Regions from separate parts of the Mus musculus genome. Here all the other regions are linked to region 1. A link is a contact called in public Hi-C, HiChIP or PLAC-seq and promoter capture Hi-C data. All regions are on one chromosome and are shown on one strand. The core of a region is the stretch at or near the end of the contact, and the rest is flanking DNA. Distances in the headings are between cores, read along the strand shown. Region 1 holds the start of Nolc1 (nucleolar and coiled-body phosphoprotein 1). Region 2 overlaps Sufu (SUFU negative regulator of hedgehog signaling). Region 3 overlaps Sufu (SUFU negative regulator of hedgehog signaling). Region 4 has its middle 28 kb from the start of Trim8. Region 5 overlaps Sufu (SUFU negative regulator of hedgehog signaling). Region 6 holds the start of Arl3 (ADP-ribosylation factor-like 3). Region 7 holds the start of Mfsd13a (major facilitator superfamily domain containing 13a).

Region 1 (3,802 bases), core at 1,236-3,735:
ACCTCTTCACATCTTCACAGCCCTGAAGCTCACTAAACTGGCTTGGCCATTGTGTCCCTAGGAAGCCATTCTCCGCCTGCCACACCTGGCAGTTTGTTGTGGAGGCTCTGGAGAATCAGTCCCTCAGGTCCTTCGTGTTAGACAAAGGTTTTAGGCACTAACACCCCACCCCCCCTTTTTTGTTATTGAAGCACTGGGTGGGGTTTGAGTTTAGAGGCTCAGACATGGGGAAGCAAGAGCTGTATTGTTGAACTAACGCAGCCACCCTTTCTGGGGGAAGGATAATTGTACGTGTACATACCCGTTTGTGCATTGTGTGTGGCGGTAAGAACCATGTCTGGATGCCAGAGATTTGTGTCCAGTATCTCGTTCCCCACTTTTGTGTTTTTTGTTTGAGGCAAGAATCCCTGGCTGGCCTCAAAACTCAAAAGATCCTCCTGCCTTTGCCTTCTGGATGCTGGGATTAAAGGTGTGTGCCACTACACCTCATCTGACGAGTTTATTTGAAACAGGCTCAAATGTTTAGCTGTTGTAGAATTTGCAGTCTAGGCCAGACTGGCCATGTTTCCAAGCCCCCTCCCTTTATTTTTGAACGGAGAAATCTAGCCAGTGAGCTCCAGGGTCATCAGTACCCTGCCAGCCCTAGGACTACGGATGCAAGCCACTGTGCCCTGCTTGTACAGCCGTGTCAAGGATCTGAACTCGGGTGTTTATGCTTGCACGGCTAGCATTTACACCGGCCCTTTCTAAATTCTGTAGAGCTGTGCAGGCTGGACTGGAATCCCGGTTCTCCTGCCTACTCTCTTCAGTGAGAGCTGCTAGGCCTGTGCATGAAGATAATTTTAGGATACAGACTCTTGTGGGGTGAAGGAGGTACAGTTGTTTGTTGGTTTTGCTTTTTTTTGTTTTTCCAGCCAGGGTTTTTCTGTATAGCCCTGGCTGTCCTGGATCTCACTCGTGAGGTCACCTGCTTCTGCTTCCCAAGTGCTGGGATGGATTAAAAGTGTGTGCCATCATGGCCTGGTTACTATGTCAAACTCCTCCCCTTCCACCTCCTTATCTCTCTCTATCCCCCCTCTCCCTCTTATCTTCTCCCTCTCTCAGACATCTGCAATTTTTGCCTCTCAACTCTGGGTTTAAAATCATTAGCCTCCGGGTGTGGTGGCTCATGCCTTTAATCCCAGCTTTCGGGTGGCAGAGGCAGGCGGATTTCTGAGTTCAAGGCCAGCCTGGTCTACAAAGTGAGCTCCAGGACAGCCAGGGCTACAGAGAAATCCTGTCTCGGAAAAACAAAACAAAACAACAACAAAAAAATCATTTGCCACCATACCTATGAGAATAAAAGTTTTCTCAACTGGGGTTAGTGTCTATTAAGTGTCATTAAAGCTCACCAGTTTGGTTTTGATCACCATCTTGGTTTGTGAATTTTTTTTTTTTTTCTTTTTTTCCGAGACAGGGTTTCTCCGTGTAGCCCTGGCTGTCCTGGAAGTCACTTTGTAGACCAGGCTGGCCTCGAACTCAGAAATCCGCCTGCCTCTGCCTCCCGAGTGCTGCGATTAAAGGTGTACGCCACCACCGCCCGGTGGTGTGTGTATTTTAAAAAAAACGATTTTGAGGCCGGGCGTGGTGGCGCAAGCCTTTAATCCCAGCACTCGGGAGGCAGACGGATTTCTAAGTTCGAGGCCAGCCTGGTCTACAAAGTTAGTTCCAGGACAGCCAGGGCTATACGGAGAAACCTTTCTGTCTTGGAAAAAAAAAAAACAAGCCAAAACAAACAAACAAACGATTGTGTATGCATAGAAGCACCTCTGGGAAATAGGATAACGGGTCCTTTTAGAAGGAGCGCCTGTTTTGAGGAAAGTAAAAGAAAGGTATTCACCGGAAGTGCATCTTTATTGCTTCCTGACCTGGACAGTAGCTGATACTGAAGTTTTCCGAATTCACTGTGACTTCTTTCTTTAGGAAGAAAGGATTTTTCTTGATCTTTTCCCTGGGATGGTCCCGTGTTCCTGTTCTCCGAATTGTAGATGGGAAGGATAACTGTCTTGTAACCTAGCTATGACTGACAGACAATGTGGGGTACCAACACCTTGTCACCACAACTTTTAGGATCCTCTGATTTGAGTCTGGGTCTGGGTGGTATCCTGAAGGACTTCACTGGGTGTGAAGGGAGGGAGGAAGCCATTGTCCGTGGGAGTTTGAGCAGTAGGTGACACCTCTAGAAGGGTTGAAAGAGCCTCGAGTTCTCCAGTGCACCCATTATTGTTAGTCCATTCAGTACTGTGAGGTCTCAGTAGCAGCCAGGGCTTGGAAATCTACAGTAGGAAGAAGCCCATTCAGCAAAGGTAATGCGCGGGAATTTGCAAGTTTTCCCGCCTCGGACAGGAGCGTGGCATCTGACGTAGAAGCTCCGCCTCCTTAGTGGGCGGCTCGTGGGCTCCGCCCCCTGCAGGATGATGACGCGTGTGGGACCGGAAGCAACTTCTAGATTTAGTCTGGGTCTCTCCTCCCGGGTGGAGGGTACGCGACCTCGTGTGCGCCACTCTTTTCCGCTGCGCGCCGCGCGCGACTTGATGACGACACTGGACCCGCCCTCGACCCGGGCTGTGCTTTGGTGTTCTTAAGTCGTGCCGCGTGCGCAACGGTAGTGACGCGTTTTACCCGGAGCATGGCGGATACCGGCTTGCGCCGCGTGGTTCCCAGCGACCTTTATCCCCTTGTGCTCAGATTTCTGCGGGATAGCCAACTCTCGGAGGTGGCCAGTAAATTTGCAAAAGCGACCGGCGCTGTGAGTCCTTGGTTTGGTCTGCGGGCCGGGGTGGGACGACTCTCCGAGCTAATCTAGGCCTTGTCGGCTTTAGAAGTTAAGGAGGCGAGGGCTGGGGTCTGTCAGTCCGTTGTCTGCCCAGCTTCTCTGCGGACCTTCCTCAGGCTGGAGGTCTCGGTGTCTCCTTCCACCATGTCTGACTAGCTAGCTCCGAGTATTACGGCTTTTACTTGGTGTGAGTTTTTGCAGCGGTGACAGGCATGGGTCCCTCGTGACCCAGGACATGTGGCGCTAGATCCCTCCGGGAGCATTGGGTTGGCGGTGCGTGGTTCTTCTGTACTTTTTGTTGGACTTACCCTTAATTGCAGTTTTACCTGAGACTCAAAGATTTTAGTAATGAAGGCTTGGATTCTATTTATACACTTGTTTGTTTTTACAAAAGAAGATGAGTGAGTGCAGGGATAAATTGCGAAGTAATGATAGCTAGGACTTCATATTGTATTTACTTATTTTTTTAAAAAGAAAAAAATGAATGAGTGTGGTGATAGGTTGCTTTCAGTATACTCTAGGAGTAGTGAGCGTCCGCCTGTGTTAAGTTGGCACTGAGCTTGGAGCTCCAGGTAGTGATGTTAGGCCAGGCTCTGCGGCTTTCTGCATGTATGATCCCAGCAGCCTTTTGTTTGAGACAAAGTTCATGTAGTCCTTGTGTAGTGGAGGATGGATATGAACTTCTGTACCTCTTGTCACAGCCTCTTCATGCTAAGTGCCTTACTGCCCTGCAGCACACTTTGTATACCATACTGGCCTTGAACTCAGCTCAGTCTCTGTCTACCAAGTGCTGGGATTAAAGGTGTATATCACCATGCTCAGCCCAATTTACAGCTTTTGAGTGAATGAGACTCACTGAGAGAAAAATGCACAAAGTAGTAACTCCATTGTAGGCACACAGGAACATGGGGTGAGTGACAGCTGTTATGTAAGAGCAAAATGTTTACTCTGCACCTTAAGAAAAGCTGTAGCGGGCTGGAGAGACGG
Region 2 (3,902 bases), core at 50-2,549, 390 kb after region 1:
TGTATCCTCAAAAGAGCCCCAGAGGAACTTGAGCTTCCCTGGTATCTAGATGAGTTGTGTGGTGGTGAGCGGAGAACTCTCTGATATGATAGCCAGACCTTTGGGAGCATCCTGTCAGCAGTGAGGGCTCAGTGTGGATCTCCTCCTAACCACCGAGCAGTGATGGCGTAGGCTGGCACGGCCTTGGAAGGAAGAGGCTGCACTAGGCAGAGCTCAGGGCGGGGAAACCCAGAGTCCTTTCAGATGACACCTGGCCTTTGATCCCCAGAGGCATCCTCAGAGCCTCGGGGGATTTGGGTGTTCAGTGAAAATGGAGTTCTTAACCGGTTCAAATATGCTAGCTGACAGAAATGAAACCAGTTGGTTCTCCTCTGTAGTCCTTAGTCCAAAATACCAGCATTCTGTGAACCACTGATCTGAGAAGTGGCTTATTAAATCTAGCCTTGCCCTGTCTATTTTTCTAGAAGCAGCTCTTAAAATTGTGAGAAGCACAGTCTTGTATTCCAGGGAGGCAGTTCTTGTAAGAGCTCAGGGAAGCCTGGAGCTAGCCTAAGCTGCATAGGGAGTTCCAGGCCAAGCTTACACACACAGTTCTAAAGTTGGAGAAGATATGGGAGATTGTGTATGTATGTAGAGTAGTGTATGTGTGAGAAAGTGTGTGTGTGTGTGTGTGTGTGCGCGCGCGCGCGCGCACGTGGAGGCTAGAAATAGACATTGGGAATCTTTGCTGTTTCCCTCACTGAACCCCATGCTTAGACTGGCCAGTAAGCTCCAGGAATCCTCCTGTCTCTGCCATCCTGCCCAGCACTAGAGTTATAGTCACATGCTGCTCATGCCAGCTTTAAAGATGCTTTTAAAAGTGTATGTATAACTCTGCATGAGTACAGGTACCCACATGAGAGCAGGAGAGCATCCAGTCCCCTGGAACTGGAGTTAGAGGCTGAGAAACCAACCTTCTGCAGGAACAATAAGTGCTTTTAACCACCGAGCCATCTCTCCAGCCCCATATGGGGCCTACCCCTTAGAAGGGTGCCTGGGGACCTGAACTCAGGTCAGCACAGCACATGACCAGCTAAGCCGTTTCCCCATCCCTGTAGTGGGAGGTGTTTAAAATGTTTCAGCATCAGAAAGAGCTGAAGTGTTACATCAGCTTTTATGTGCACATTGTGTGTGCACTTGGGGCTTGTTACTTAAGGTCTCTGGCTTTCCGTTTCCTCATCTTTAAGGTGAGGGAAATAACTCCTATTTATAGGGTTGTTATGAAAATGAAAGGAAGTGATGTATATGAAGAGCTTAGCATAGGAGGAAGCACCATTGCCCACACTCAGTATAAGGTGTCTCTGCCTCAGGGAGGTGGCTCTGGGTAAGTGTTGGCTGTGCAATGAGCCCAGGTACAAGTGGAAGGAGAGAACTGACTCCACAGAGGCCTTCTGACCTCCACATGTGCACCAAGACATCCACACTCCACACAATAGTAGTTTTCCAAAACAAGTGGTATCTCAGTATTATTGTGAACAGTTCCCTGAAAACCCAAAGGAAGCATGGTAGCTCTAGATACCAGTGTAGGTATGTAGAGAATGAAACACACACTTCAGGTTTTTAAAAAAGAATATGGATAATATCTAAAGGTGTATTATACCACCACAGATATAAGTAGCAGGGTCAAGAAGAGCTAGAATTTGCTGGGCATAATGGCCACCGTGGGGGCAGACACAGATGGCTCTCTGAGTTTGAAGAGTGAGTCCTAGGACAGCCAGAGCTACAGAGAGAAACTCTGTCCTGAAAGATCAAGTGGGGGTGGGGTGGGGGTGCAATAATAAATACAGCTGAAATTCAAGGACTGGATCTTGAAAGCAAGTGTGACTGGCATAAAGGACTTGGCTTGGAGTGGGAAGACCTAGGGCTTACTGTTTGGACAGAGTTGGCTGAGCAGTGACAGGAAGCACCATGTACTGTAACTGTATTCTGTATCCATCGAAAACCAAACGATGTCAACCTAGGAAGACCCACACCACACGGGGCAGAAGCCCTGCTTCACATCACTGTGGCCCCAGAACACTGGAAGAATTAGCAGAATAAAGTCATGATGGTCTCGGGGTAAAGGAGGTGAGTGCCAGCAGACTGGAGGCGTGTAGAAGTCCAGGCTGGTAAGAGCAACTTGCATTTTCTGGACCAGTAAGCTTGTTGTCCTCTCAGGAAAACTCTGGACTGGATTATTCAGCAAGGAAATTTGAATGCTATTGGAAAAACAACCCCAAGAGACGGAGTCAGGCTTCTAAGCTTACCTGTCTGGTGAGATGAGAGGCCTGCTGTGGCCTTGCCTAGGTAGCATCCAGCAGACTTCGTGGGTATGCTCTGGACGTTGTTACAAGAAAATGGAGCTGTCCAGAGAGTGTACAGTAGGGTGGTGGGAAAGGTGGATTCATTTATAATTGGTTGGATGAGCATACCTAAAAAGCAGTGTTGTGAGTCTGTCTGCCCAGCCCAGGTCTGTTCTCAGTTTAATCAATGACTGGACTGAAAATATGATAGGAAGTTGATGGTTTATGTCGATGATGTGAAGTCTGGAAGGAATTCGGAGATGATGGATACCAGTGAGGTTCAGAATCGACCACACTACCTACAGCTCTAGCCAGATAACAGAGAAGTCTGTTCTTACTGTCACATAATCCACACTGGACACTGGACAGGACAGGAGAGGGTAGCTTGTGGGAGAAAACCTGAGTAAGATTTCACTTGGCAGAGTGCTGTATGAGCTGGTAGTAAGATGAGGTTACAAAGAAAGACAATTTGATGACAATTTTAATAGAAATAAACTGCCTCAGACAAGAGTGGTCACAGCCTCTGAGATCCGCACGGCTTAGAGGACATACTGTGTTTATTTCCACACATGCCACTCACTTCTGGGCACGACACTCTAACTTTGACGAGTTCAAATGAATCCAGGGGAGGGTGGCTTGAACGGATGGAGGATTTCAGAACCTTGTCAAGAATGTAGTTGAAAGTTGGGGCCACGTAGCCAAGAAAAAGATGCAAAAGCAGCCTTAGGGATGCCAGAGGCTGCCAGGGAGAGATTGGTTCACCCACCGAGCTGCTTAAAAGGCCACTGGATGGAGATATACAGGGAGGCAGAGGACAGGGTGATTTGGCCACTCTCTCCCTCAGGGAAGCAAAAGCCTTGAGGGGTTTTCTTTGCCTTTAATCTGGTCTTCCCAGCATTTAATCCTGGTCTACCTTTTAAAACCTTCGCTCAGCAGGGAATTGACCTGGCCAGAGGCAGCTGAATCCTGGGTCCAGGATAAGTGCAGACAAGGTCCTTTCAGAGCTGTCACCAGTCTTTCAGGCGGGTCCAAGAAGCCCTGCAGCTGCCCATGCACTGTAAGATGCCTCATCAGACACTTCTTGTTTTAAATATGATGCTAACCCTACAATTACTTATTTCTATCTAGGGATATTGCAGCTCAAAGAAATGGTTAAGCCCGATAAAGCAAGTGATGGATACTACACACCTGGAATCCAGAACTCCAAAAACTGAGTCAGGAGGAGAGCTAGCTGTATGTGTTCAAGACCAGCCTGGGAGTACAAGGAGTAGGATGCTGGCATGCAACAGATAATAGCACTTGCCACAGAGCCTGATGCCTGAGTTTAACCCCTGGGCTCCACATGGTAGGAGAGTGATAGGTTGTTTCTGCCGCTGGTGAAGTAAGCCAGTTCAAGCCAGATTAGAGTAGATTAGATTAGATTAGATTAGATTAAAGGCAGGTTTATTGGGAAGCTGCTCTTGGGCAAGTTCGATGGCCCCAAAGATTGAGGCCAGGGGATTCGCATGGGGAGAGAGGAGGATAGAGGGAAGAGAAAGAGAAAGGGTGCATTCACAGAGAGATGAGAAGGAGAAGAGAGAG
Region 3 (3,846 bases), core at 1,038-3,537, 370 kb after region 1:
TTAACCACTGCACCGTCTCTCATGCCTGCTCTTGGTGTTGGACACTGGGTCTGTCACTCATGCTAGCCAGCAAGCACTAGGACTCCTGCTCTTTCCGTCTCTCAGGGCTGAGATTACAGGCACTCACTGCCACACCCACCTCTTTCCCTGGATTCTGAGTGGTTGAACTTGTCTTCATATTTACATAGCAGTTTGAGCATCTCCCCAGCCCAGGCTGTCCACAGTCTCACTGCTCCGGGTTTTCTGTCTTTTAAACTCTCAACCACTTTACTGCATACAGAGCAGTGTTATCTCCGTGTGGCTTTGACTTTAATTTCCCTTTTAAATATATTGAGCCGCTTTTTATGAGCTAATTGGCTGTTCGTATCTTCTTTGAAGAAACATTTATTCGGATATTTTGCCCGATTTTAATTGGATTGTTTATCTCTTATTAAGTTGTAAGAGCTCTTTATATATTCTGGGCACAATATACTTATATTTTATGAGGGCTTATCAGGTTTTTGGCTTGACACCATCTTTCCATTCTGTAGGTTGTCTTTTTAAAAATTGTATCTGAATATAACTAACATGACAATTCTCATCTTTGAGCACAGTGTGCACAGCCATCCCCACCGTTCATCTTGGGTACTTTGCTCACTACTACACGGAACTTTACACCACAAACAATTGTCACCAGCCTCAGTGTGTAACATGACTACACAGGGTGCTTCCTCACATGAGTGGGACCATGAATCACTTGTCTGTGGTTTCACTTAATATGTTTTCAAGGTTCATCCATATGGTAGCACAGGTTAGAACGTTCATCTTTTTAAGGCTAAATAGTATTTCATTTAATGTAAATTACACATATTGTTAGTCCATTAGCTTATTGGTGGGCATTTGGATGGCTTCCACTTTTTTGCTACAGTGAGCATTAGCACACAATCTGTTCAGGCCACTGCTTTAGTTCTTTCAGTACGTACCCCAAATTGGAATTGCTGGATCATGTGGTAATTCTGGGTTTTTTAGGTTTTGAGGACCTGCTATACTGTTTCCATAGCAGCTGTACCATTTGACATCGCCACCAGCAGGGTACAAGGGCTCTAATTTCTCCACATCAGGCACCAATACTTGTCATTTCTGGATTTGTTTTTGTTATTGTTTACAATTACCATTCTAATAGATGTAAAGTGGGCGTGATTTGATTTGCATTTCTTTTTCTTTCCTGATGGCGATGGCTACAGCACAAAATGGCTTTAATTTTGATGAAGCTCAATCTGTCTGTCCACTGTTGTTTGTGCCTTTGGTGTTACATCCAGGGAACCAGCGCCTAATCTGACACATCTTTGTTTTCTTCTAAGTGTTTTGCAGTTTTAACTATCACAGTTAGGTCTATGATCTATTTTGAGTCAATTTTTGTTTATGGTATAAGGAAGAGTTCCAATTCGAGTCCTTTGAATTTGGATAGCCCGTTGTTCCAGCACCATTTGCTGGAAAGACTCCCCCCTCCCCTCCTCTTGAGTGTCTTGGCTCCATTGTCAAGATGAATGGCCATCAGTGTGCAGCTTTATTTCAGTGCTCCCAACTGTGCTTTCTGATCCAGTGCCTCGCCTGTGCCAGACTCTACTCACTTTGATACTGTAGCTTTATAGCTTGAAACCAGGCTGGCAAAAATGGGCTCTCTGTGGAGCACTAGCCTCGTGCATGTTGAGGCCCTGAGTCTGATTCTCAATAGTGCACTGGACTGACAGGCAGCGGCCTGGGGAGGCCGAGCCCGTCACCTCTGTTTTCTGTCTCTTGTCTTGTTTCTGTGTTTATCTTCAGTTCCAGGAGATGAGCTTAGAACCTTGTTCATATTTAGAAAACATTTGTCTTGCTCTTGATGGAAGAAGGAAATGAGTCTTTGGTTTACCGTTGAGCATAATATCTATCAGCTGCAGGTTTTTAGAGTCCTCTCCCAGAATGAGAAGCGCCCATCTAGGCCAAGTTTCAGTGGTTTGTTTTGGTTTGGTTTTGTCTGCGTTGAATTTTGTGACATGTTTTTCCAAGTCTCAGAGACACTAGTGTTGTGTTGTTTTGTTCTGTTCTGTCTTTTCATCTTTATTCCTACAGATAGGATCTCATGTAAGCCAAGCTTCCTGTAAACTATGTGACCCTGATTCTCTCTTTTCTTTCAATTTTTATTATTGCATATGTAATATGATACCTGCGTGTGCGTGCGTTTGGGGGAGGCATGCTGATTATAGACATGGCAGGAAAAGGAGAGAGGTGGGGCTCAGGATTATTGCAAGTGTAATATGATATCTGCATGTGTATGCGTGGGGGGGCATGCTGGTTATAGACATGGCAGTGAAGAGGGGGAGATTCAGGAGTGTGTAAGCAGGAGTATGTAAGCAGGAGTCCAGGAACTTAAGGCTTTCTCAGGAGCTCCGCCCTCTCCTCCCTGTCACTCCTCTGGTCCCCTGGAGGAGCATTCTCCCTCCCCTCCTGAATGAACACTGTGGAAGTGTTGGCAACTCCCCGAGCCTGCATCTGCCTGGGAAAGATGGTTGGGTAATGTTAGGTGACACAGGAAGGAATTAGAGTTCAGAGCAAGACAAGACAGTCAAGGCAAGTGAGGGCAGAAACTTCTGGGCTTGGGCTGCTGTGTGCACGCGTGCCTGGCATGTGTGACGTGTTCTGCCTTGACATAGGCCACAGACCTTCAGCAAAGGAGGCTCTGTGCAAGCAGGTGTGAATGAGCTCTAAGATGTGGAACTGGGTGAAATGTGAGCATTCGGGTCCTTGCATGTGTTCAAGGAAAAGAAACGGAGGGGAGCTGGGGATGGAGCTCGCTCAGCTAGCTTGCCCAGTGCCCTGCGCTGTGTCTCCAGCATCACAGGAAACTGGGCGTGGTCGGGGCTAGAGAAATAGCTCAGTGGTTAAAAGCACTGTCTGCTCGTCCAGAGGACCCAGATTGGATTCCCAGCACCCACATCGCAGCTCACAAATGTCTAAAAGTTCATATCCAGAGGACCTGGTACCTCTTCTGATATCCTCAGGACCCAAACACCTAAGTAGAACACAAACAAACATGCAGTCAAAACAGTCATACACATTTTAAAAAGGAATCCACAACTGGGTATGGTGACACATGTCTGTAGCCTCAACACTTGGAGATGAAAGTAGGAGGTTCAGAGTTTGAGGTCATCCTCGGCTGCATAGGGAATTGGGGGCCAGCCTGGGCACCTGTGGTTGCATGTGAACTGGTTAAAGCCACGCGTGCTGAGTGTTCATGACAAGAGACAGGTTTGGGGGTGACTTATACCACATGGGAATGTTCCCTAAGGGTTTGCTGCCATAGACATGTTCTGTTTGGGTTTTTGTTGTTGGCAGGTAGCCCAGGCTAGCCTCAACTCAGTTGTCCTCTTGCCTTCCCTCTTGATGCTGGGATTACACGCATGTGCTCCTCCTACTTCTGGTACTTTATTTTTAAGTAACGGGCCTTTGTGTTACTGTGCTGTCACAGAGGCACCCCCCCCCCCACTCCCCACCCCTGAGGCTGTACAGTCTGCTGAGGTGGGCAAGGAACTATCCTGACCTCCATTTACCTGAAGTCTCCAGAGATCCTCAGAAATCCTCAGTCTGCCTGTGGGAGACTGGCAGCGGATCTCCAGGGCTGGGGTTGCATGTTTCCTTTCTGTGCTGATTCACCAGCAGAGAAATCCTGGGTTGTTTTTCCAAGAAGGCTTCCCACTGTTCCCAGCTCCCTTACCCTCTGATGGTCCGCTGGCCCCACTGGAAAGCACCTCATTCTTGGCTTCTTGCTCATGCCCTTCCCCCGTGGGTAGTGGGGCTGGAGAAGCCCAGCAGACACTGCAAGTCTTT
Region 4 (3,646 bases), core at 229-2,728, 450 kb after region 1:
TCTGGCTTCCCTCTCCTGCCGGTTGCTCACCCTCTGTTGTGGGTAAGGAGGGACCCTAGGAGTAGATGAAGGGGTGAGCAAGACCATAGCCCTCTAAGCCTGTCACCTTTCATGAGTGTCCCCATTAGACTTCTGAGTTTTTGAGATGGGGTTTCAAGTAGCCCAGGCTGCCCTTCCAAAGGCTAGCATTTTCTCTGGGCAGCTTCCAGCAAGAGGACTCAGTAGTAGGCAGTAGGTGACTGCAAGTGTCCCTGGCAGCCCTAATGTTCTTGACGGCTCCCTCCTTTTTGCCATCCATGGGGCTGAACCTATGCAAAGGAAGGAAAGAGATGTGCAACTGTGCTTTTGTGATGAGAGGACCTGAGGCCCTGGGGACTGGGAGTCCGGGAAGAGCAGGCAGTGCTAGCCTAGGGGACAACTGGTGCAGAGGGCTGTGGGAGGCAGCTGCTGAACAGGCAGGAGGTGAGGGCTGGGACTGAAGTGGGCTGTGGTACTGTTTCTTTGTTTTTTGTTTTTTTTTTTTTTTTTTTTTTTTCCTTTAGAGACAGCAGGGGACCTAGGTTTCTGGCTCCACCAATCCTTACAGGAGCTGTGATGCTGGCAAATTCCTTAGCTGAGGCAAAGGCCTCTCTGTTTCTTCCACTGCAAAGTGGGCTTAGTGCTGCCTAGTTACGCAGGAGGTGCATGGGGCTAGGGGTAAGGTGAGGCGGGTGGCTGCTGCTGCTGCAGCAATGGCGGTGGTGGTGGTTTTCATATCACCTGGTGGTGGTGTTTTTTTTCTGAAAACAGCCCTCCCTTGAGGAAACCTAACCTCCAAAAGGGCAAAGCTGCTTAGGCCCTCTTGGAGTTCCAGCAGAGATCACAATCCACTCCAAGACCGCCTTCGTTGCAGCTACATTTTATTTGTTGCGTTTTTTTGACAGACGTCTAAATTATACATTGAGCTTTCCACGTGACCAAACACCGCGTCCCTTCCTTTGATTATCATTTTCAAAAGGGACTAAAAAAAAAAAAAAAAAAGAACCTTCCGATGGATCACACCGAACCCCGAAACCACATGGAGAGCAGAGCTAAAAATAAAGGAAGAAGCATCCCGAAAAGGAGAGGGAGGGGGGAATCAAAGCGCACTGTGGAAGGGAATGGAGACACTGGGCCTGGTGAGGGTGACATGGTGTCACTCTCTCCAGGCCCAGGCCGGATAAGGAGCGGCCAACAGTGAGGGTGGGGCACGGACTGGCATAAAAATAGCCACCACTTTAGTCCGGAGGGGAATAAAGAAATCGTCAGAGACAGGGGACAGAGGGAGGGAGGGAAGTGTGGGGGAGGGCTTCGGTAAGACTGTCCTTCTGCAGCATCTCAGGCTGTGGACTTTTCTACCGGGCAGAGCGAACCACCGGCATAATCGCTGACTTTCAGCTGTGCACCGACATGTTCCCCAGCTCAGCCCCACATCAATGACACCCTTGTTTCCATAGTAACCAAGGGAGAGCGAAGGGGAAAGGGTGTATTGCACTGGGCGAAGGGAATCCAGCCAAAAGGAGCCACACAGGGAGGGTGAGAGCAGGGCTCGGTTTTTCCCACAACTGCTTGGAGTATACACTGTGGACTTTGCCTGCCCTCTGGCCTCGGCCCTCGCCCCCTGAACATTCAGAAGCAATGGTGCGCAGAGCAAAAGTCTTACCAGGGCTCACTGGGATGGGGGGGGAGGCACAGGGGCGGAGCATGCCCTTTCTAGCTTCAGACTCTGTTCTCTGGCCATGGCCACAGGGGGCAGGGGTGGCACGGCAGAAGGAAACGGGACTTTACAAGCATTCTGGTTTTACAAATGGGAGCTTTCAAACTGCAGTTTTCAGGCTCCATTCATTTATCCCCGGAGCCCCCGGAGGGTTCAACAGGGCTCACAGGGAAGATAAAAGCCTGTGACAACCACAGTTGTCTCTGGTGTCTCTAGCTGGGAAGCAAATGCGGACATTTACAGAGACAGCGATCAGAGCAGGGCAAGTCGCTCTGCCTATGAGCTGGAGCCGGGGGGTGGGGGTATGGGTGGGGGTCGGGGCTGTTTAGAACAGTTCCTTTAGTTGGTGGTAAGAGACCAAAAATGCATTACAACTCAAGCTCTTCCAAAGTCAGAGAGAGTCCCCTGGTGCAGCATTCCAAAACTGGACTTCAAAGCAGGCTTCCAGCCCCCCAGACAACATCCTGAAGCATATTTGTAAGGAAAAGCAAGTCTCAAGGGCCAAAGCTACATCTGGTGGCCTGAGATGGGGCATTTCCGATGCTTTATAGCTGTTTGCCACCCTTCAAAGCTAGAGGGATTCGGGTGAGTTAGAGAAGTCGATGGGAGAGGCGGCGGGCTAACTAGCTGAGGTTTAAAAACCTCACCTTCTTTTGTCTTGCAAGTCTTTACAGGCCCGTGCCTGTGCACTGCTACCCCACACCTCTCCCCAGCCTTTGTTGATAGCTTTCCTCCTGGCCACCTTTCAAACTGTCCAAGTTTCTCCCTCTCCAGAGTCCAGAATAAGCTGGGTACCATGGAGCAGGGACTTCTGTGGCACTTCCTGTCTTTGCCACCACACCGTGGTGGGCTTGGAAAGGGCCACCTCCCAGGATGAGAAGGCAGCTGGCCTCCCTGGCCCTACCAGGCATTGGATAGCCTCTTATTTATCCTCTGAAAAGCCCTGAGCTCTTGCCCAGAACAGTTGAATTCAGGAGCAGGCTATGCCCTGGTCTGCTTTCAGGGTTTGAGGCTGGGATTTCTGAGGGCTCAGGCAAACTCCTTTGGCAGTGGGGGAACGAATGGGAGGGGGGTACCATCCCTTCTGATCAGACCACAACAGGGTTGCTGGAAAGGGGTAGAAGAGCGCAGCATGGGACGAGTGGCTTTGGGGGGGGGGGAGGGGCCCAGCCCATGCTCTCAGCCTGCAGCAGATCCTTCCCACACCGTCTAGTTGCCAGCTCTGTAAGAATTGATCTCTTCTCAGAATCGATCTGCCTGGCTTTTCTCAGTGGAGCAGGTTCATGGCACAGCTGCATTTATTTTTAAAATCTGATAGCATCGGCCTATTGTGATCATTTAAACACAGAATTCTTTGAGCTTTAGAAATCCCCTCTGCAGAGAAATCAGCTAATCTCGGAGCCGGCTGCTCCCTGCTCCACTGAGCTGGAGAAAGCCTGTTTATGCTAGCCTGAGCCCTCGACGTGAGGGCTTTTTAAGGACCTTGTAATTTTTCTGGAATTAAACCTCCCAGCTCCCCTTACATTCCAGATGTCATTACAGTCAAAAGTCCTACGAGTCTGCTTCCCCGTGTGGCTGACAGGGCTGAGGGGATGGGAGAAGGTGGAGGGGCCGGGGCTGCAGAGGCCATGGCTCTGTGGCTCTGTAGTGACTTGTTTGCCAAGAATGTTCTTCTTTTTCTGTCCAAAAGTGAGGATTACACACAGCCCCTTACCTACCTGCCCAGAGGGTTTGGTGATCACCAGCTATTCTTTACCTCCCACAGTGGCTGCCTCCTGCAGGACAGACCAAAGCCCTGGCTCAGTTGCAGATAGGGGAAAAAAAAAGTCTCTGCCCGGCACCACCAACCATGCAGTTTCCAACTTGCAAGAGAGTGAGGGGACAGACAGGTCAGTAACAGAGGCAGCACAG
Region 5 (4,243 bases), core at 608-3,107, 410 kb after region 1:
CTAGACGTGCATAGCTGCTGACTGGGGCCTGCTGGGACAGCCCTGACAGATAATTCTATGGCTGCAGTGGGAACCTGAGAGACTGCTTGCCTCTGTGAGCAGCCAGGCAGGCTCTCATTCTCCAAGGCTTGGGTTTTTTGGTCTTTCTTGTCTGGCTGTGACCTGCTTCCCTGCCCCTAGTGGTAGAGATAGGATCCAGGGTTTGTCATCCACCATTGGGGTTCGTCTAGATCGCAGACAGGGCTTGTACTCCAAAGTCACACGGATTGTTTTGGCCCTGCGTGGTTGGGAAAAGGGGAACACGAGAGCTTGATGAGGCAAAGGAAGAGGGTGGCAGGAGCTCTCCCACGGCCGGCCTTTGGCTTCCCTGTTCTCTGTTGCCTCGAAACACACAGAGGCCAAACAGCCCAAAGCGGTGGGTTTCCGCCCACCTTCCGGCTCCCTTCCGAGGCCAGCGCTGTCCACCTTCCAGATGCCCTCCCTTCCTTCACTGCCTCACCCCCCCTCTCTGCCCTTCCCTAGCGGGGGGGAGGGGGTTGGGGCGAGAGTGCAGTCTTTTCTGGAAGCCTCGAGTTCGTCCCTCTGTCCCTAGAACTAATCCTTGGGCCATCCCTCCTCCACAGCTAAAAAAAACCCCCCTTGCTTTGCAGTTGGCAAAAAAGACTGTATATTAAAAAATAATAATAATAATTAAAACCCTGTCTTTTGCTTTCTTTCCCAGATTCTGTTGACAGAAGAGTTTGTAGAGAAGATGTTGGAGGACTTAGAAGATCTAACCTCTCCAGAGGAAGTGAGCCTATTTCATTTCTCACTGATAGAGGACTCCCGGGTGTGTGTGTGTGTGTGTGTGTGTGTGTGTGTGCGTGCGTGCACGTGCGCATGTGCGAGCGCTCACCCATCTGTGGACTGTTTTCAGAAGTACAGGCATAAATCTGGAGAGGAACCCCTGAGAAGGTTCAATGACTTTATTTTTCTTGGGCTTCATGGGTCAGCCCTGCCCAGCCCCCACCCTTGTGAGGACACCCAGCACCCTGAATCGCCAGCTCTTGGGAACCTCATTGAAGAAGTAGCCAGGGCCTGTGGGCTAGAGTTCTCCCCAGCCCCTGCTGTTCCCTGGCAGATTCTGAACAGAAAGCCCGTGCCTGCTGCCAGAGAACATTCCGCTGGGAGCTCTCGTGGGCAGGAGGGGACTCCTGCTCTTGCCTTGGGCCACCCAAGTGCCACGCTCCCTTCCCTCGCCAGCTCTAGCTTGCCTCCCTCAGCCTCTTCCTGGCTAGCTGAGAGCGTGGGGAGCTGGCAGGCCAGGTGGGGTGATTTCTCTCCTTGGCTCCTTCTCTGGAGTGCAGGAATGGAGTCTATAATCCCTTTTGTTTTTCTTCCTTGTTCCTGGCCTCCTCGTTTGCAGGGACTTACCTCATCTTGGAAAGTCCCTTCTCCTATAACCATCAGCGCCCAGGCAGCAGGCAGGCGGATCTTCCTGGCCCCCAGGATCCATGGGGTAGTGGGGTAAATAGCAAGCCTCCGAGGCCTGAGGGATCTTCTGGCCCACCCTCCCCTGCCTGTGGCAGAGATCACCCCCTTCCCTTCCATTGCCCTAATGTGCTCGGGGCAAAGTACCTCACCTCCCAGTTAGTTAGAAACTTCTCAGAGCCAGTCACCCCAATAGAGCCAAGCCTTCCCTCCCCCTGCCCCAGGGATCCAGCTTGATTCATTCATTCATTTGCATAGTCCAAGGTTATCAAGTACCCACTCTGTGCCAGCCAGTCACCCCTACAAGTCACTGCCTCAGAGGCCTAGCTCCCGGATTCAGTCAGGCCAAAGCCAGCTGCCCAGAAGTGCTTCCGGAGAGGTCTTGTCACACTGCAGTGGCGTTCTGCCAGGCTGCTGCTTTGAGCTTGGGTGTTGAGTGGGCGGGAAGAGGACAGTCCAGGCAGGAGAGACAGGAGCCAAGGGGAGCTTAGGAAAGTAGGTCACGAAAAATGACTTCTTCTGCCTCATTCCTGTCCAGAGGCCATCCCCACACCCTGCCCCAGTCTCCACTTTGTCCTGGGTCTACAGTCCCCCAAGAGAGAAAAGGCAGCCGGGAAGTGTCCGTTTGTCCACCTCCAGCCCAGCTTCAGGCAGGCCAGAACATGATTCTCTCCTCCTGTGCCTGGCTCTGACTTCCAGCCTAGCCCAGAGACAATGGGGCTTAAGAGCTCTGCAGGAACCCAAGTCAGGGAGGATCTATTGAGCACCCACTGTGTGCTGGGCTCCATACAAGGTTCTAGAATCCAGAAGGAACCAGAAGTCAGCTTCTCCTCCTCGCCAAAGACCCCAGGTGTGGGAAAGAAGCAAAATTACAAGACAGTCATTGATCCTAGTTTGGAAGGCCCTGGCTGTTATCTGGGGTCACTCTGAACAAAGAGCCCTGGGAAGCAGGGTGACAGGGAGCAGTGGGTGGTGACACGCAGACCACCTTCACCCTGAACTTCTCCCAGTGGGGTCACACTCCAAGTCTGATTTGGGGGCTGAACAGCTCTCCTTTCTTGTGGACCCTTTGACAAAACTACAGAGGACAGATTCTAGACTCAGAACTAGTCCATGGCGATGACAGACCTTTCCTGTAATATCTACACCCTGCTGGTCCCCTGTCCTCCAGCCCCAGGGCCCCAGGGAAGAGATTCCTTACATGTTTTGGGCTCAAGGCAGAACCAAGGAAAAGAGCAGGAGAGAGTCTATGCAAAGAGCCTAAGCATGCCTCCTGCAGTCTGCTGAGGTACTGGCCGTGCAAGAGGAAAGGAGTGCCTAGACCAGACACATGCACTCGCGCACGCACACACACGCACACACAACCTGAGGCTAGCCTTTGAGAGGTCTCCAGTCACCTGTCTTGTCCCCAGCAGCCTAGGGACAGGGTGTCCCGCGTGCTGCCTCTCTGGACACTCTTAGGAGGCAGCTGACCCACCACTCTGCCTGTTCTTGTTCTCTTCACAGTTTAAACTTCCCAAAGAGTACAGCTGGCCTGAGAAGAAACTCAAAGTGTCCATTCTCCCCGACGTGGTGTTCGACAGTCCACTGCACTAGCCTGGGCTGTGCCCTGCAGGGGCCAAGAGGAGCCCAGCTGCTCCTGGTGACTTCCAGTGTGACAGCTTGTAAAGGAGACACCCATGAATAAAAGGGCAAGTGTGGGGATGACTGCAGAGTGCCACACCCATCCCAGGCCCCACCCACCTCGGGCCCAGGGGCCTCACTCCTAGCAGCCCAGCCCGAGTGACCAGGCCCCTGTCCTACACGCCAGTGAGGGGGTGAGATGCACCTGAAAACCCTCCACACCGACCCGCTGCTGCCACAGGTCTCACTGTTGTGCTCCTGGAACGGGACAGCCTTGCCAGACAGCCTGGTGGGTAGAACATGCATGAGGACGCACTGCCTGGTCAACCCCAGCCAGCTTTCCCTCAGTCAGGCTGCTCCACCCTGCCGAATGATTGTTCTTTTTCTTGTGGAAACCGGATGGTATTTTTATTGCTCAGCAAAGATGGTGCAGAAGCCATGTACATAGTGATTTTTAAATAGGACTCATTCCTACCTGAACTTTATTGTCCTTTAGACAAGGGTCTGGGGGCTCCCCCCCCCCCACAGATCCCACATGCCCTCTTCCTGAAAAGATGCTTGGTGCTGCCTGTCAGCTCTGGACCCTGGAGGAGGCTGGGGACAGCTGACATACTCCATGCAGCCCTGGGTAGAGATTGGCTGTGGCCTGGAAGGTGTGCTATTGCCTTCCAAGCGAAGTAAGTCTCTACAAGGCTCTGGGGACTTCAGGGACTCAAGGACACGTGGCCCTAGCTATGTCTTCCTAACCAGGTCTCCCAAGAAGAGGGTAAAGCCCACTGCCTCCCCATCCTCCTGCTCAGGGCCCCCAGCTCTTTGGTCCCCCTCCCTTGGAGTCCCAGCCCCTGGGCTGTCTAGCTTATGAAAAACTGAGAACCAACCTCTCTCTCCACAGCTCTCCCTTTGGTTTTGCTGACACTGCTCCCTGTGGCCCTTCCTCTTTCTCACATCCATTCTGTCCCCATCTCCCGTCGCTGTCTCTTCCTGTAGCCTGGCCCTCTTGTGGGTGCCATGCTGTCACCTCCAGGACTGCAGAGCTTCCTGCCTCCCAGGGAAGGCACCTTTGTGAGCTGCAGAGGAGAGAGCTCCCACTTCTGACCTGGAACTGGCAAGTGCCTTTCCTGCATTCTTGCCTGCCTGCCTCTAGGTCAAT
Region 6 (4,161 bases), core at 1,650-4,149, 500 kb after region 1:
GGAGGCATTTCCTCAACTGAAGCTCCTTTCTCTGTGATAACTCCAGCCTGTGTCAAGTTGACACAGAACTAGCCAGTACAGTGAATATACATACATACATATATATATATATATACATATATATACACATATATACATATATATTTATGTATATTAAACTCTGTTTTGAGCATCAAATACCGTGACTACTGTAGTGGTATCCAACTCTCTTGTATAAATATGGTCAATTTGTTATCTACTTAAATACAGTGCCAATTTGCACCTAGAAACATGAGCAGTGGTTCATTTACTGTGACTTAGTTATAAATTAAGCAATAATAAAATTATGTACTGTACTCAATTGATAAACTGAAGAAAGTTAGTTAACTCTCACATTTCTCATTTATAACTAGTTATTTCCTCTTGGTTTGGCATGTGGTTCTTTCTTTTAAGGGGGTGGCTGTTGGGGCAGGATCTCCCTCCCTCTGGCTGAGGCTGACCTGGAACTAACTGTAGCCCAGGTTGGCTCTTAACTCTTAGTGATCCTCTTAATTTCGCATTGAGAAGACTGGGATTGCAGGCATGAGCCACCACACACAGCCTGGCAAGGCTTTTAAATTGCGGTTCTAATTATTTTCATTAATTTAAAAACTACCCACTTATTATGAGACAGAGTCTTATGTAGCCCAGGCTGGTCTTGAATTCCTGCTCCTCCTCCTTCTACTTCCCAAGTGCTGAGGTTACAGGGTTACAGGGCTCCTTTCTCAAATCCACTTATTTTCTGTGTAAATATTTATATCTGTACTCATTTGTTAAGATAAACTTAGCCTTTAAATGGGCAGCTCATGTATAAATAATAAAAAGAAAACACTAGTTAAAATCTGTTTAGCCCGAGGTTAGGCAGAGCTGTAAATGTAACAAGTGTGAAGTGTGATTGACAACCTCAGATTAAATAATTCTACTTAACAATTTGACACTGTGAATTTTTGTTTTTTTGTCAAAATTCACTTGCTCAATAGTATGACCAAAGAAGATGTGTAGTTTCCCCCCTGCCTGTCTGTCTATTTTCTTCTTTAGTTGAGAACATGTCTCATTTATCCCAGACTGGCCTGGAAATCAATACGTAGCCCTTGCACTTCTTCTGATCCCCCTGCCTCCATCTTGAGCTGGGATTGTAGGCAAGTACTAGTACATTCAGTTCTATGCAGGATTTAGTGCTTGCTAAGCAAACCTCTACTCACTGAGCTATACCCCTAGCCCTAGGCTTTGCTTCTTTTTTTTTTTTTTTTTTTTTTAAAGATTTATTTATTTATTATATGTAAGTACACTGTAGTTGTCTTCAGATACACCAGAAGAGGGCATCAGATCTCATTATGGGTGGTTGTGAGCCACCATGTGGTTGCTGGGATTTGAACTTCAGACCTTCAGAAGAGCAGTCGGGTGCTCTTACCCACTGAGCCATCTCACCAGCCCTAGGCTTTGCTTCTTAAGTCAACAGAAATGCCTCAATATTTTCACAAAAATATTGTGTGTGTGTGTGTGGGGGGGGCAACAGGAACCTGTTCGGAGCAGTTAGTAAGCCAACCAACCTGTTCTAAATGCCTTAATATCAAGTTTTCTTTGACTAGCTCTAAAAATATTCATTTCCCCATAACTTCATTTTTACTCTCCATCTACCGCGTACAGAATCAACAAGGGCAGAGAGATGTTCAGCAACGCTCAGTGTTCATTTGCCAGCATCCACGCGATGGTTCCCAGACATCCGTAACTCCAGTTCCAGGCAACCAAAGCTCTCTTCTGGCCTCTGCAGGCACCAGGCACACACGTGGAGCACAAACATACATTCAGGCTAAACACCCATACATATACATTAAATAAAATAACGATTTTAAAAAATCAACAAGGAACCGAGTGTTTCTGGTCAAAAATCTGTCACACATCATACACTTTGGAAAAGCCTTAATTAAGGTTAACGGAGACAAGGCTTGCTTCAAATTGATGCTCACTTTCTATTGTTCATTCTTTTTAGTTTGAGGTGAAGACCTTTGGTCCTCCTGTGGCCTCAGGCAAAAGGACACTGCAAATTTGAAGGAAAAGCTAGGACACGGGAGGTTAATTTGCTTCTATCTACATGGAATAAATACGGAGCAAAAAATCGCTCATCAACAACCATTATTTCTTCGCAGAACTTTCAGCGATTAAGTTGGGACTGCAGGAGCGCACCCACCACAGAGACATCCATTCCCAGCGGTACCTCTTATTGTCCTGGGACTTACTCCCTACACACCTCTCACTCAGAGACGCGAGCATCTAGGAAAGCCAGGTTACAGCTCCCTGGTGCTGCCAGGGTGATCTCAAAGACAGTAGAGCCGCGCCTCTCCCACTTTTGGCTGGTTCTCAGATGAACCCCACAGTCCCGAGGCGCCGAGAGGTCGACTCTGCAGTAAGATCTGAGAGCTTGGTCTGATCTCCGCAGCTCTAGAGTCGCCTTCATCCCAGTCCCTAGAAAGATGATGGTGCCCAGGCTTCCCCGCTAGCCAAGCACTCCATGCCTCGAATCTATCGCAAACCCCTCTTTTCTCTCCAGGCCTAGGCCTCCCTCCAGGCCCACTTTAGGGGCTCCTCCTTCGCCCCTGAAACCGATCTAGAACCCCAAAGATCAAGGCGAGCCCCATCCCACGTCCTCCTCGGCTTTACGCGCAGCGCCCCGCCCTGGGACTGGTGAAAGGAGGGGGGGTGACTGGTCAGCTCTGGAGGGGCCAGGGCCCCCACACTCACCATCCTCAAGCCGAGTCCCTCCTCCTCCTCCTCCGCCTCCTCCTCCTGCCTCCCCCGTTACCAGGGGTAACTGCTGCGGCGCCGCCCCTGACGTCCCTCGCACGCACAGCGGAGGAACGGAGCAGCGGGATGGGGCGGGGTTCTGCTCCTCTCTACCCAAAGTGCGCAAGCGCGCCAAAGCGCCCGCCCATTGCGCAGGCGGTCTCGGGAGGGGCGGGAGGGCGGGGCGGGCTGGTGAGCGACCCAGCGGGAGGTGCAAAGCCGCCCACGTGGCTGGCCGGAGCCTGTGGCCTCTGATTGGTCGGAAGTGGGGGCGTAGGGCGAGGGGGTGGTTCCCGGGCCTAGCCGCGACACTTCAGTTCTGCTTTCCTGGTCAGCTTCGCCTGGTGGCAGTCGCGGGGTGCATCCCTCTGGGACCAGGTAAGAGTTCGCAAGTGCAGCCAAATGCACAGCTACTCCTAATCCCCGCGCCTCCGAAGGGAGCGTGGTTCTGCTCTGTTGCGGCTGCCAGGCGCTGCGTGCTGGACTTGCATCTGCAGAAGCCGCGTGGCCGGAGGGACCCACCAGGGCTCCAATGGATTCTTCCCTTCTGACCCCGGTTGTCTTCGGGTGCCAGGCTTTAGGGCTCAGGAGTTGCGGCTACGTCTCTATCTCCACATTCTTGTTAGAATCCAGGATAGGTGATTTGTACTGTGTTGGGGGAGGTCGCCTGAGAGAGGGCGAGAGATAGGGAGGTTGGGGACCGGTCCCTAGCATTGAGGTTAGCTGGCAGCGGGAGTGTTAGATTGTTTGGGATCTGCTGGATTTTGCTAAACCGGGTTAGACTGCAAGCGCTACCTCCCGCTCCTCTCACGCCCAGGGCCGACCACAGGACCTTTGTGGCATGTTGGTTCCCGACAACCTGCCTTCGTGGAAATTGCATTCTTCCTAGTGGAATGTTTTTTTTTATATGAGGTTTAATTTCCTTACAACCCTAGAAATCGGTTATTGTAGATGATAAGAGTCCGGACTTGAACTAACTTGTAAACTATTTTTTTTTTTTACTTGTAAACTATTTTATAGTGTTGCTTGTAAACACTGTGGCCCAGGTAGGAGTGCTGTTTGCCCCCGGGGACTGAACTCAGAATGCAGGGGTTTGTACAGGGTAGGCAAGCACTCTGCCACCGACCTACATACACTACACCCCACACCTCAGAGCTGTTTATACCTGTTAATAAGCAGAGAACTCTTCCAACAGCTCATAGTTTAGGTAGAAGTGGTATCTCTGGAAGTCTGTTGATGTGTGTTTACCTGTTATCTATCTTACAGGTCCATGTATGTCACGTACATAGAGAGCAATTCCTGTCGCAAAGAAAGGGTGACATATTATTATTATTATCAATAGTTTAATCTGGGGTTCAGGCG
Region 7 (4,164 bases), core at 1,273-3,772, 280 kb after region 1:
AGGCATAAGGGTCAGTAGTGCCTAACCTCTAGCACGTTCCCCAGCGGCTTGGAAACAGTCTCCCGAGCTCCTGAAACTCTGTAGCCAATGATGGCCTTGAGCTGATCCTGATGCTTCGGTCCACCAAGCGCTGTGACTACAGGGACAGCCACAACCATAGGCACTTTACCCAACATAGGGATTGACCCTGAGGCTCAGGTATGCTCAGTGAGAACCCTTCCAAACCTACCTACATTTCTAGTCCCCTGCTTTCTTTTCTTTCTTTCTTTCTTTCTTTCTTTCTTTCTTTCTTTCTCTCTCTCTCTCTCTCTCTCTCTCTCTCTCTCTCTCTCTCTCTCTCTCTCTTCTTTCTTTCTTTCTTTCTTTCTTTCTTTCTTTCTTTCTTTCTTTTACACTGCCTTCAGCTCCCAAGTGCCTGGACTACAGATGGGCTTCGTCATGTTCAGCTCTAGTTCTCCCTGTATGCCTACAAAATCCCCATAAGCAATGGAGCAGTTTCAACAAAAAGAAGGTCCCTTGGCAGAAAAGTCAAAAGAGGCACTCCTTGCCTTATATCTCAGGGTAGGTGTTTTAGGGTTTTACTGCTGTGAACAGATACCATGACCAAGGCAACTCTTAAAAGGACATCATTTAATTGGGGCTGGGTTACAGGTTCAGAAGTTCATTCCATTATCACCAGGCAGGCATGGTGCAGGAGGAGCTGAGAGTTCTTCACCTTCATCTGAAGGCTGCTAGCAGAATATTGACTTCCAGGCAGCTAGGAAGAGGGTCTTACAGCCCACATCCATAGTGACACACCTGCTCCAACAGGGCCACACCTTCTAATAGTGCCACTCCCTGGGCCGAGCATATACAAACCAACACAGTAGGGAAACCAAACAGATAGCAGCGGGTCCTATTTGATTGCTTAGAAACTGGACTGAGCCATACAGACTTGATTTTAAAGGTCTAGTAAGTGTGGAAGAGGAAGGACTCCTCTGAGACTCCAGAGAAGTCTGGTCTAACCTGGTTGGGCATCTGGTTGTATGAAATTTGTTGAAGGCTGGGCACGGTGGTGCACATCTTTAATCCCAGCCCTTAGGAGGCAGAGGCATGAAGATCTCTGTGAGTTCAAGACCAATCTGGACTAGAAAATGAGTTCTAGGGCAGCTAGTGCTGTTAAAGAGAGAAACACTGTCTCGAAAAACAGAAACAATTCATTGACTGTTTCTCTGAACTTCAGGGTTTTTGCTTGGTTGGTTGTTTGGTTGGTTGGTTTTTGAGATGGGATTTCTCTGTATGCCCTACCTTTCCTGGGACTTGCTTTGTAGATCAGGCTGGCCTTGAAAGCAGAAATTCACCTGTCTCTGCCTTCCCAGTGCCAAGACTAAAGGTATGTGCAGCCGCCACCAGCACCCAGTGGTTATTTTCATCTGTAAGTGGAAATAATAGCATCTACTTCCCATGTATAATTTGAGGAAGAGGCATTTGGAACGGTGCACCTATCCTGCAAAGTACATAATAGTAGGTGGCTGAGCAGTTCTTTTATGTGTGTGTATCGCCAGCCCTGTTTTTGTTTTTAGTTTGAGATAGGGTTTAAAGTGCCCGGATTGCCCTTAATTCACTCTGTATTCAGCACAGGCTAGCCTTCTATGTAGCAAGAATTACAGACTATGCCTTTAACCTCGGCACTCAGAAGGTGGAAATTATCAGATCTTTGGGAGTTCGAGGCCAGCCTGGTCTACATAGTGAGTTCCAGAAGAGCTAGAGCCACATGGAGAAACCCTGTCTCGTAAAACAACACCACCACCACCACCACAACAACAACAACAACAACAACAACAACAACAACAACAACAGGAATTTCAGAAAGGCACAATCAGGCATTACTTCCTCTTCTAATTCTTGTTTTTTTTTTTTTTTTTTTTTTTTTTTTTAGGTTTTTCGAGACAGGGTTTCTTTGTGTAGCCCTGGCTGTCCTGGAACTCACTCTGTAGACAAGATGGCCTCCAACTCAGAAATCCGCCTGCCTCTGCCTCCCAAGTGCTAGGATTAAAGGCATGCGCCACCACGCCCGGCTTCGTCTTCTAATTCTTATTACTACCACTACAAAGAAGTCGGGCAGCATGGGTTGTGGGTTAATGGCCAAGTGCCTGTGTCTACCATCTCCTGCCCTGGCTCTCCATTCCTTTGATTCCTCATGCCCACAGCTCAAGCTGGACTTTGCACTCGCAGGCTCACAATCCAGCCGTAGGTAGTCTCTGCTAAATTCTCATCTTCTGAAATTAGGATCGGGGAAGAGAAGGGAGAGTCCCCAAGAGGAACTTGCTTTGAGCTGAAATGACAGTTTTCGTGGAGGTAAGAGAGAGGAGATAAGTACTTCAGGAATCCAGGCAACCTGCCCCTGTTGCCTGATGCCCGTTTTCTTTTGGGTCCCTAAGGGAAATAGCCCATTACAAACATGGCAGCGACAGCCTCAGGCGCGGTCACCTGCCCGAGCTGCTATCGGGAGAGCCGTGCGGAGCCAATAGCTGGGAAGGGGCGGAGGGAGAGACTGGGGAAGCCCAAGGCTGCTAGCGCGCAGGCGCACTGGCTGGCACCTGGCTCCCCCGCTGCCGCGGAATTAGGCATCGTCTGCCAGGATTGCGGTGAGCTGCTGGCCCACGGCCCAGGACCTCTCCGGTCCCGGAGGAGCGGGCCGGACCCCGGGGCTGATCTGATACAAAGGACCAGCCCGAGGGTGGGGCGGGAATGCGTTGCGCTGTTTGAGTCATTGGGACACTTTGCGCGGTTCCTTAAGGTGCCAGATTATGGATTGGAAAATTCTGGGGTCAGGAGGAATTGGGACCAAGGGGCAAGTGTAGAATCCCCGCTGAAGGTCTCTGTTGGGGTAAGAAAAGGGGATGCACCGTCCAGGTTGCTCCTTGAGGAATCTGAGTTCATGGATGCAATGGTTCAGGCCGGGATTCACTCATTGACCTAGTGGCCCTTAAACCTGGTAGCAGAGTAGAACCACTGGATAGTTTAAAAGATGCTGGGCATCACCTCCAGAGATCCCAATTTTAGAGGTCTGAGCGAGGTCCGAGCCTAGGTGTTCTAGAATAGCTAGCTCTTCAGGTAATGTGCAAACGAAATGAAAACCACTACACGTGTTTCTGAGTAGAAAGCTCCTGGGTTGATTCCCAGTTAATTCCTCAGAGACTTAGAAGTGGCCAGCGATTCTGAGGTGAGTCGGCTCTGACACTTTCGTGCCACCATAAAATCCTGTGAAGGACCGAGAAAGTCCCTCTGGCAATGGGTGAAAACTCCATTTTCCATCCGAGGAGGGTGAACCTGTTAACTCGCGGGAGAGAGTCGGGCTCCTTCAACAACTCTCCTGCGGGCTCCTTCATTCTGCGGAGACTGACCAGGGAGTGAAACAGCTAACAATCCAGTCAGCAGCTTGCTGAGAAAATGACACGCCTAGTATTTGCTTTGTTATTATGACTTGAAATTCCACCTGCTCATTCGATACTGGCAGGACAGGCAGCAAACAGATTTGCTTTTTCCACAGACGTGGGAACAAGTTTTGTGGCTACGTGAGGATAGCGTTCATCCTTGACCCAAGCACTGCTGATACATACAGTATTACTTAGTAGTTTTTCCCCTCTGTGGTCTCTACAGGCTCCCTCCTGAAGGGAGTGGGAACCGCCTACCCTCCTCCTCCTGATAGTCTTCCTTCCGGGCCCAGCCGGTTACTCCTTGGTTTCCTCCCTCAATTGTACTCTGTCACCAGAGGTTGCTGCGGTTGGCCAATCTTTCCTGTTGTTAATCTCCCAGAAACCTTGGAGAGTGGACTGCTAGGAGAAGGATCTTGAAGTATCTCCGAAGGGCTCCTCAAGAGAGAAATGCTTTTGTGTCTCCTACCCTCAGCGGGTGTCTTCCATCTTGATAGAAGCTTGGTGGAGGCTTACAAACTCCCTTTTTAGTCTGGCCCCTTTTACTACTACCTGGGTCACATTCTGCCCTTGTTTTCTTAGCTTGGTACTGTGTCCTGGGTGAAAGGGTTGTAACTTACTGCTGGCTTTTACCAACACTGCCCTCGTACATCTGCAGCCTCAATGCACAGGTTTGCTATAGGGTTCGAGGTTGCTACTGCTTCTCCAAACCCCACAGCCAATCAGAGCACCTAGAGTGGGCTGTGGG

Evidence for each region. Promoter capture Hi-C pulls out the DNA fragments that hold promoters and counts their contacts. Hi-C and Micro-C count contacts between places; a contact is called where the count stands out from the background. HiChIP or PLAC-seq counts read pairs in DNA pulled down with a chosen protein or histone mark.
Region 2: a contact with region 1 is called in an H3K4me3 HiChIP or PLAC-seq map of the 230-238 cell line, with 4 times the contacts expected there. The contact joins the enhancer-like site here to the promoter of Nolc1 in region 1. A contact is called at or near these places in 7 of 39 promoter capture datasets (the C10 cell line, the HPC-7 cell line, HPC-7-derived erythroid cells and 5 more), 8 of 115 datasets of contacts at active chromatin or transcription factors (the 230-238 cell line, the HPC-7 cell line, astrocytes and 5 more) and 2 of 9 other capture datasets (liver and pancreatic islet).
Region 3: a contact with region 1 is called in a promoter capture Hi-C map of the HPC-7 cell line, with 3 times the contacts expected there. The contact joins the enhancer-like site here to the promoter of Nolc1 in region 1. A contact is called at or near these places in 13 of 39 promoter capture datasets (the 3T3-L1 cell line, 3T3-L1-derived adipocytes, the C10 cell line and 9 more), 11 of 484 Hi-C or Micro-C datasets (the 63-12 cell line, the Ba/F3 cell line, the C10 cell line and 7 more) and 8 of 115 datasets of contacts at active chromatin or transcription factors (the HPC-7 cell line, astrocytes, embryonic forebrain and 4 more).
Region 4: a FOXA1 HiChIP or PLAC-seq map of pancreatic cancer cells shows a contact between it and region 1. The contact joins the enhancer-like site here to the promoter of Nolc1 in region 1. A contact is called at or near these places in 1 of 39 promoter capture datasets (neutrophils), 1 of 484 Hi-C or Micro-C datasets (embryonic stem cells), 4 of 115 datasets of contacts at active chromatin or transcription factors (the 230-238 cell line, embryonic stem cells and pancreatic cancer cells) and 2 of 9 other capture datasets (embryonic stem cells and macrophages).
Region 5: a contact with region 1 is called in an H3K27ac HiChIP or PLAC-seq map of microglia, with 6 times the contacts expected there. The contact joins the enhancer-like site here to the promoter of Nolc1 in region 1. A contact is called at or near these places in 4 of 39 promoter capture datasets (embryonic stem cells, liver and pre-B cells), 7 of 115 datasets of contacts at active chromatin or transcription factors (the SCID.adh cell line, embryonic hindbrain, embryonic stem cells and 4 more) and 1 of 9 other capture datasets (liver).
Region 6: an H3K4me3 HiChIP or PLAC-seq map of embryonic stem cells shows a contact between it and region 1, with 9 read pairs. The contact joins the promoter of Arl3 here to the promoter of Nolc1 in region 1. A contact is called at or near these places in 3 of 39 promoter capture datasets (cranial neural crest, pre-B cells and stem cell-derived epiblast-like cells), 1 of 484 Hi-C or Micro-C datasets (CD8 T cells), 3 of 115 datasets of contacts at active chromatin or transcription factors (embryonic stem cells, large pre-B cells and pancreatic cancer cells) and 3 of 9 other capture datasets (adipose tissue, liver and macrophages).
Region 7: a contact with region 1 is called in a Hi-C map of B cells, with 37 read pairs. The contact joins the promoter of Mfsd13a here to the promoter of Nolc1 in region 1. A contact is called at or near these places in 18 of 39 promoter capture datasets (the C10 cell line, the HPC-7 cell line, HPC-7-derived erythroid cells and 12 more), 3 of 484 Hi-C or Micro-C datasets (B cells, Sertoli cells and bone marrow-derived macrophages), 16 of 115 datasets of contacts at active chromatin or transcription factors (the 230-238 cell line, CD8 T cells, bone marrow-derived macrophages and 9 more) and 5 of 9 other capture datasets (adipose tissue, embryonic stem cells, liver and 2 more).

Annotation. Positions count from the first base shown.
Region 1 is chr19:46,073,362-46,077,163 of GRCm38.p6, forward strand. It overlaps Nolc1 (nucleolar and coiled-body phosphoprotein 1), which reads left to right and starts at 2,486. Exons shown (of 13, transcript NM_001039353.2): 1 at 2,486-2,788. The coding sequence starts at 2,669. RefSeq lists an enhancer at 2,395-2,466 and cis regulatory regions at 2,408-2,414, 2,437-2,443.
Region 2 is chr19:46,466,087-46,469,988 of GRCm38.p6, forward strand. The region is part of intron 8 of Sufu (SUFU negative regulator of hedgehog signaling); the gene reads left to right. Among named protein-coding and RNA genes, the nearest start is that of Trim8, 34 kb to the right of the region's middle. Within about 2 kb of position 1,300, at least 84 of the 459 cell types and tissues checked have an H3K27ac peak or open chromatin away from gene starts, as enhancers often do. A contact at or near this core is called in the 230-238 cell line, pre-B cells and pro-B cells, where this site is marked.
Region 3 is chr19:46,445,729-46,449,574 of GRCm38.p6, forward strand. All of the region lies in intron 3 of Sufu (SUFU negative regulator of hedgehog signaling), which reads left to right. Among named protein-coding and RNA genes, the nearest start is that of Sufu, 51 kb to the left of the region's middle. Within about 2 kb of position 2,288, at least 68 of the 459 cell types and tissues checked have an H3K27ac peak or open chromatin away from gene starts, as enhancers often do. A contact at or near this core is called in the HPC-7 cell line, brown adipocytes, cerebellum and 2 more, where this site is marked.
Region 4 is chr19:46,527,378-46,531,023 of GRCm38.p6, forward strand. No RefSeq gene overlaps it. Among named protein-coding and RNA genes, the nearest start is that of Trim8, 28 kb to the left of the region's middle. Within about 2 kb of position 1,479, at least 198 of the 459 cell types and tissues checked have an H3K27ac peak or open chromatin away from gene starts, as enhancers often do. A contact at or near this core is called in embryonic stem cells, macrophages and pancreatic cancer cells, where this site is marked.
Region 5 is chr19:46,482,879-46,487,121 of GRCm38.p6, forward strand. Sufu (SUFU negative regulator of hedgehog signaling) reads left to right here. Exons shown (of 12, transcript NM_001025391.2): 11 at 722-790; 12 at 2,977-4,243. The coding sequence ends at 3,066. Among named protein-coding and RNA genes, the nearest start is that of Trim8, 17 kb to the right of the region's middle. Within about 2 kb of position 1,858, at least 152 of the 459 cell types and tissues checked have an H3K27ac peak or open chromatin away from gene starts, as enhancers often do. A contact at or near this core is called in forebrain, liver, microglia and 1 more, where this site is marked.
Region 6 is chr19:46,570,283-46,574,443 of GRCm38.p6, forward strand. It overlaps Arl3 (ADP-ribosylation factor-like 3), which reads right to left and starts at 2,900. Exons shown (of 6, transcript NM_019718.3): 1 at 2,758-2,900. The coding sequence starts at 2,760. Sfxn2 (sideroflexin 2) reads left to right here and starts at 3,083. Exons shown (of 12, transcript NM_053196.3): 1 at 3,083-3,177.
Region 7 is chr19:46,354,358-46,358,521 of GRCm38.p6, forward strand. Mfsd13a (major facilitator superfamily domain containing 13a) reads left to right here and starts at 2,523. Exons shown (of 9, transcript NM_029186.2): 1 at 2,523-2,627.